2 separate regions of the Lactuca sativa genome follow, and region 1 is linked to region 2. Evidence: chromatin contacts called from public Hi-C data. All regions are on one chromosome and are shown on one strand. Each heading gives the region's core, a stretch centred on a gene start, on an enhancer-like site or on the middle of the called end of the contact. The rest is flanking DNA. Distances are from core to core; before and after follow the strand shown.

Region 1 (3,582 bases), core at 102-2,601, 130 kb after region 2:
TCCAGATTTCTAACTTCGACAAACATCACCAAATACTTTAAGAATTAAGACAAGGACTTGAAAAGTAGAGATGGATGGTAAGAAAGTCATTTATACCTCTGAAAATATGATGAATTTCAAGGAGAAGAAACAAGGAAGAAGTCTTGAACCCAACAAAGAAGTATCTCTACTTGAAAGCACCAAAATCACCACCACAACTTCTTAGATTTTCACCACCACCTCAAGAAAGGAAATGTACTCAAGAACTCACTTCAAAGTAGTGTGGATGTTGCCAGTTAGGGTTTAATCCCGGATTTAGGGTTAGGGGTTACTTAAATACATCATAACTTTCATTCCAGACCCTGTAAGTGTGGGAAAATGACTTCATGGCCCATTTATATGATTAAACATAAATTTCTTGCACTTTGACCTCTAAAATATTATTTGTATAAAAGATATTCTTTGTGGGTTAGGTCCTTTGGGAAAACATGATTGTTGTTTGCACAAATGTATTTCTTTGTTAAGATGATCTTACATGGTTTGGTATAAATTTATTATTTTAAAATTATAGATATTCTCATTTGGTTCGATTTAGTAGATTCAGTGGAGTATGCATGTATCTTTGTGTACTATTGATCGACTTGGATTTTGATTTGATCGAGTAATCAAAATGAGTCGGCTATACGCATTCAAACATTAGATCTCCCAATTTTGGCATTAATAAGCATAAAATTACTTGTAAGTGTTTATTAACAGATATATAATTAAAATCTTTTTACACATAAATATCTATAATTTTATTGATTTAACCATTTGAAATTTTGAACATACTTAGGATGCTTTATTGGTTTAAATAAGATCAAATAGTTGTTTGTTTACAAAATATATTGTAAACATTCAATAATATTAATTTAAATAATTTTGATTTATTCTATTGTGTGACTATATTAGACTCTGTCCTTATTATCGTCAAAAGTATCATTTATTTTACAAAATTGATCTTTTTTTATATATAAAATCGATTTGATTTTGTTGATTAAGTTTTGTTTTTATTGGATGATTGTCTTTTTATAAGTTTATCTGTTTTTCATGGTTTAATTGTAATTGTAATCTGTTAATATAATTAGTGGATTCAACTGATTTCGAATCCGTCATTATCATCAACCAATCTGAATAAGTTGGATTTCTAACAAGTTTATTTTAATGTTTTGATGTTACATATTGAATCATATGAATGAAATTGTATGACTTAAAATAATTAACATTATCATGTTTTAAGAAATATATTTAAAAATACAACGATTGATAAATAAATAAAATCTTAACTTCCTCTATCGCAATTCTCAAAGCCTCAAACCTCAAAGCATAACTAGCGGTCCAAGTGGAAGCTATCTTCTATCGAGGCTGATATACGGTCACAAAGAATCGTCTTTGATCCCCAAGCGAAGTTGACCCGCCTCCATAAATACAAATTATATTTGATCCGGATCTTACGTAGACGTCTACATTTCCCCAACTAATCAACACGAATATAGTCTCCTTTTTCCTTCTTTTTCTTAATATCTCTTCGTTTACAGCAACATGGGACAAATCCTGGAAAAACTTCAAGGTGATTTTCTTCATATACCTGTTTCTTGCTTTTCACCTTCAAATTTCGCGTCTGTTGCTGCTAATTTCCATCAATTTCGATTAGGGTTTTGTTTAGTTTGAAGATTGATTGATTTTATGATATTTTTGCTGATAAATATCTACACCTTTTTCATGTAAATTGAATCACTTTCTTCGATTAATCCCGGATCCTGCTTTTGCTCTCCTGTGGTTCTGTTGTAATCAATCGGGGTGGATTTTGGTTTTGTTTGATTTAAAAATTGATCAATTTATGCATGTTTTATGGTATAATAAATGGGTATAAATTTAAATTCGAACCCCTTTCCTTGACTGTTCCCAATTCCAGTTCCTGCTTTTCTTTATGGATTTGGGGTTTGTTGAATTTAAAGATTAAATTGATTCCGTATGATCCTAACAAATTGTATAAATCGTTCCATGCTTTTCAATTTCTTGCAATTTTCACACGACTGATGGGGTATAAGTTTCTACTATTTCCATTATTGTTCAAATAAATGCTTAAATGTAAAAAAGGTTAAAGATGTTTGTCCTTAAATGCCAATGGTTTTAATTTTGACACTTTGTATAGGCAAGCAATGGAGAGAAAAGCAAATACGAAAGATAAGTGACAAAGTTTTTGATCGTTTCAAGAATGATGACGGAAGGGCAACTATGTCATTTGAAGACTTATATATCGCCGTGTTACTTGTGTTCAAGTAAGATCATTTAGCCCCATTCATTACATGACACAACATAACAAGTTGTAATTGTTTTTGCAAAAGACGTAAATGCCCTTACTTACTGTATATACAAAATGTTGTATTTTTCCTTAAAAATCTTGATCTTCAACTTATGCAATTGATTCTATTCGATTGTAGCGATCTCAACAAGAATTTGCCAGGGCCTCATTTTGATCCCCCAAAGAAGGACGAAATCAAAACCTTGATGCAGGTGTTTTCTAAATTCCATTAAAACAAATTGTATTAGTACAAGTATTAGCATACAAATTTTATTTTGTGGGTCCCATAGCGATGGTATTTTCTTTAATTTTTTTTTTTTGTTTGTTTATTTGAGTTAGGAATGTGATATGGATCTTGATGGGGGACTCAACCGAGAAGAATTTGAGGAGTTTGTGAAAAGGCTAACAGCGGATACATTTGTGTATGTGACTCAAGGACTCCTCATCACTCTAGCAATAGCACCAACCGTTGCTATAGCCACAAAGAGGTCAACCGAAGGTGTTCCAGGCATTGGAAAGGTGGTTCAAAAGCTACCCACTTCAATATACGCAAGTCTTATCACTTTGGGAGTTATGATGATCCAAAAAGCTAATGAGTAAATTAGTATTGAAAATTCATGTATGCTGTTGATTTGGGTGGTGATAAGGTTATGTATATAAAGTATTATCAATAATCCTAAAGTTGGATGATGGGTTTTGTGATTTTGTAAGATATATGTATTCAATATACATGTGGAATGTTATTGCATATTTATAGTTTTGGAAATAATGGAATGAAACGTGATCGTATATTTCATCTAAATCATTTTGTTGTATAGATTACGAAAAATATGAATCATGGTTGCCTCACGTTTGTTCCATAATAAAATAAGTAACAATCTTCAACTAATTCCTAAAAAATGTTAGATTATTAGAACAATAGTCGATATTATTCATTCAGGAGTTAACACAAACTTTTACTTTTAAGATCAATGCTTAAGTGCATATGGTGTAAATTTATTTATTTATAATAAAATAAGATACCCGGTTAATAAGGATCTAATTTCTTTTTTAAGTAACATGATCATTTATGAAACTTAATTACAAAAACTAAAATGGCATGCTTACCCTTTCAACTTTTGAAGATCTAACATAGAAAAAACCACACAAATAGGTGAAATGTAATGTTAGCCACACAAGTGTCCAAAAATGTTAAATAAATTACAAAAAAAATCCGAATAGCAAGACCTGGTCTCATGATAGTTTCTAACACATGCACG
Region 2 (4,038 bases), core at 1,206-3,705:
GATTTATGTATTCTAATTAGATAAAATCAGTATATCCTAAATCAGATGATTCCTATGTTAATTGAGTCGTATTTCCGGTTTTCTATGATAACTCGAATTGATAGATAGGTGGTTGGTTGAAAAGCTTATGCGTAGAGTGTGCAAGTTGTTTTTCAGATTTGTTCTGTTTTCTCTAGTTCATTTTTCATCAAATTTAAAGAAATAGTAGTTTTGAATGAAATAACAAAATCAACAATACAAAATAAAAAAGGTATTGGAGAGAAACCAAACAAACATTTTCATGTAATATAAAATTAACAAATCAAACCCCAATGGTTGCCTTTAGGCATGCAATTTCCAAAAGTCTAATTCCAAATACCAGAATTACCCCTGCTTTTATTCTAGTTAATTGATTTGTTGTAAGTTACTCATATAGTTAAGTGTCAATTTCAAATCCCAATTTCTCTCCTCTCTACCCCCTCTTCATGTCTTCCCCCAATAGTTAGTATCAAAGCAAACAAGCATAAACCCATGTGGTCTACCATAAATCTGCAAAATTACATTAAAAAAAAATTACCATTATATTATTTAAAACAAAACTATTTAAAGAGTTATATGTAATGTAATGAACACAATTTGAAAGAGTGTTTTATAAAAGTAGATAAACTTGTATGCCCAAATGTAGCAACACAATGGAAAAGTGTCTTTAAGGAATTGGCTTTTTTCTGTTGGGTAGATTGTACTTTCTGCAAAAATAGTTGTACCTTGTGTTAGTAGCTAGAAGTGACTGGGATAGTTGCATATTGTTTGTCCACCACCTCAATTAGCTTATTGGCTATAGCACTTGCATAAACAGAGGACCCTTCACAAATCTGCACATGTCATTCAAAATCAAGAAACTTTCCATGAATCCACCAAATAATTTGTTATTTGGAGAAATACCCAGAAAAATTGAACAAATGGGTTGTAATGTACAACTCAACATTGCATAAGATGGCTTAAAGAAGTTGTACCTTGGTATTGAACAGATAGCTGTAGAAATCACCAATGAGTCCACCAGCGACATGATGAAGATCCAGTTGAAGTTCATGAAGAACTTTTGAAACAAGAAACAAACAGTTGATCCTCTTTTGTTGCACCAATTTGATTGTAACTTCATCATCAATGATTCGAACATCGATCTCTGTGTTTTTGGATTTTCTCTGTAGCCATGAGCTCCTCATTGTAGAAGTTGAATTGCCGTTGTAGGTTTGTTGATCATGAGCATGATCTCCGGCACCGGCGCTGCCACCTCCATTGCTCTTTGTGTAAATACTCTCTACATCTAAAGTCGAATCGTCTTCTGTTTTGTGCTTTTTCATCCTACCTCTGTTGCATCTCTTCCTCTCCACCAAAATCTTCAGTTCTTCCACAGTTCTCTTGAGTTCGTTGATGTATTCAATGGCATCTCCGACCACCGATGCTCGATCAGCCTTTTCTTCAACAAGAAAACAGAATTAAAATTTGTAAATGTTATCAAATTCATCTGAGACTCAAAATTCTCATACCTTTGTGGGATTTGGGACTAATCCCTTCAAGGCCTCAAACTTGCCATTCAATTGTTGCCTTCTATGTTTCTCAGTCGCAAAATGTTTTGTATCTTTGTTTTCTCTCCCTTTTCCATTAATTATTCCCCCACCGAACTCCAAAACCGCATCTCCGTCATGATACAGTTGATTCTGTTCTCCTCTGTCCATATCCATCTCGCCAAAAATGGAGCCACAACCAGTCAAATTGAATCCGTTTGGGAGAGAATTCAGCAACTCTCTGAAGAATGGAGGCTGTGGAGGGAGATTGTGAGGCAATAGCGGATCGAACATGACTTGACCCGAGGTTTGATCGATATGGGTCGGGTTGGAAAAGCATATTGATGAAGAGCATCTGGGTAACTGGAAGAGATTAAGGAGATCTGGTGGTGTGGGTGTAGGCAAACAATTGTTATCGTTCCCGATAAGAACCTGATCATGAGGATTATGAGCCCAGTTGATTTGTTGGTGGTTTTGGTGATCCATGTCCATGTTCATGAGATGTTGGTGATGAAGCTGATCTGCAGGTGCTTCAATGGCGGAGAAATTGGAAATTTGGTGGAAGTTGGAGACATGGGGTTGTGGGAAACTGTCACCTTGGTGATCAATAAGCACTTGTTGATGGTGAGCTACAGAATTTGGATCGAAGCAACCACTTGCTTCAAACATATCTGAATTCTCCAGCATTTTCTCTGCAAGTTCTAGAGAGAGAGAGAGAGAGAGAGAGAGAGAGAGAGAGAGAGGGAATTTGGAAAACTTCTAAGCTTTGTGTATTCGAAAAGATTGAAAACGTGAAGTATTGATCGTAACAACACGAAGATGAATTCACAATCTGGCGATAGAATGAGAATTTGAGGAGACACAGAAGCAGATATCACCAAGTAACCAAAAAGGAATTGCTATTTAGAGAGGGAGGAAGGTAGGTTGAGAGTAGGGGACTGGAAGTGAAGATATAAACGTATTTATATTAGTAAAATTTGCCACAAAATGACTCCAATTTCATGTTAAAATACAAATTATCAACTTTCACATATTTGTTTGACATATATTATAATAAAAAAATCAAATACATTGTATCTTTTTGAAAATCCTTTTAACAAAACTCAGTAAACTTTTTGGAAACTTACAAATATTTTCATCAGCTATCATTTCTTTTTGTTGAGTAGTGGCTATGAAGAAATATCAATCCCCATCAATATCTTAACCTAATGGTTAAGGAACAGATATACAAATTAGATTATGCTCTTGCTAATTAACTAAAAACATTTTGAGTATGTTTGGCCAAAATAATTTAGTTAATTTAGTTGAAAGTTATAACTTTTATTTGTTGAACAAATGGTTCACAAAAATACTAATTTTAATGCAAATTACCATTATAATAATATATTTTGTGAACACAAAAGTTTCGATTGCATATATTCTTATAATATATATTTTTAAATAATTATGGTTTATGCAAAAAAAAATTATTTATATATAACATTAACCTTTTATGTTATTTTAGGAGTAAGATACTGGGTGTATGTATTAGTCATTCTAAAAAAATCTAATAATATAATTTTTAATCATATATTTATATAAAAGAAATTAAATATCCTCTTACTTTTTGTTCCTACAAATCCTCCTACTCAATTAAATAGTGACACGTGTAACATTTAATCACTTTTAAATCATCAATATTTGGTCAATAACAAAACAGTTTAAAGCACCATTGCCCTGGTTGGAGTTTAGATGACGGATTAAATTGTTAAAAAGTGATCCAAATATATCAAAATTCTTATAGGTAAATAATACTTCTATTTTATATATATATATATATATATATATATATATATATATATATATATATATATATATATATATATATATATATATATATATATAGTTAAGTTTCCTTTTGAAAAAAAATGATGATAATCATCATAAAACATAATTAATTTTATTAAAATATGACATTCATCTTATATTTGTTATCTTCTTTTTTATATATATATATATATATATATATATATATATATATATATATATATATATATATATATATATATATAAAAGAAGATAAATAAAAATAAAATGTAAAAAGATATTTAATTTTTCAAAAAAATTATAGCCATCATCTAGTCTAATTTATAGACAAACTAACCATAATTCTTGTAGTAAATAACCGTAAAATAATGCACGTGTTTTATGACTACTATTATTTTTTTTTAAAAATTTAATAATTCTTAATATAATCCATATTTATATGTAAGGGTCAAGAAATGGAAAGAAAAAGAAATAAATTTTAACAACTTCCAGTTCGTTGGTGGGAGATTCTGGGTTGGACCCACCAGAATTATTTGATTTGATTTTGTACTTTGTTTCATTTTCTTTACCCTTTCTTTTCATTACACTTTATGGTATTTTCTTTGCATAGTACAATCGACGGTTTAGATCTTCTTATCATGAATATATACAATTAACTTTTTTTTCGTATATAAGTAGGACAAGTATT

What was found. Hi-C and Micro-C count contacts between places; a contact is called where the count stands out from the background.
Region 1: a contact with region 2 is called in a Hi-C map of bud, with 8 times the contacts expected there. The contact joins the promoter of LOC111883643 here to the promoter of LOC111883621 in region 2. A contact is called at or near these places in 2 of 4 Hi-C or Micro-C datasets (bud and leaf).

What each region holds. Positions count from the first base shown.
Region 1 is chr4:65,371,034-65,374,615 of Lsat_Salinas_v11, forward strand. LOC111883643 reads left to right here and starts at 1,352. Exons shown (of 4, transcript XM_023879964.3): 1 at 1,352-1,588; 2 at 2,174-2,300; 3 at 2,463-2,535; 4 at 2,663-3,125. The coding sequence starts at 1,561. The coding sequence ends at 2,923.
Region 2 is chr4:65,241,277-65,245,314 of Lsat_Salinas_v11, forward strand. It overlaps LOC111883621 (transcription factor bHLH10), which reads right to left and starts at 2,456. Exons shown (of 4, transcript XM_023879945.3): 1 at 1,527-2,456; 2 at 993-1,451; 3 at 744-851; 4 at 313-528. The coding sequence starts at 2,231. The coding sequence ends at 750.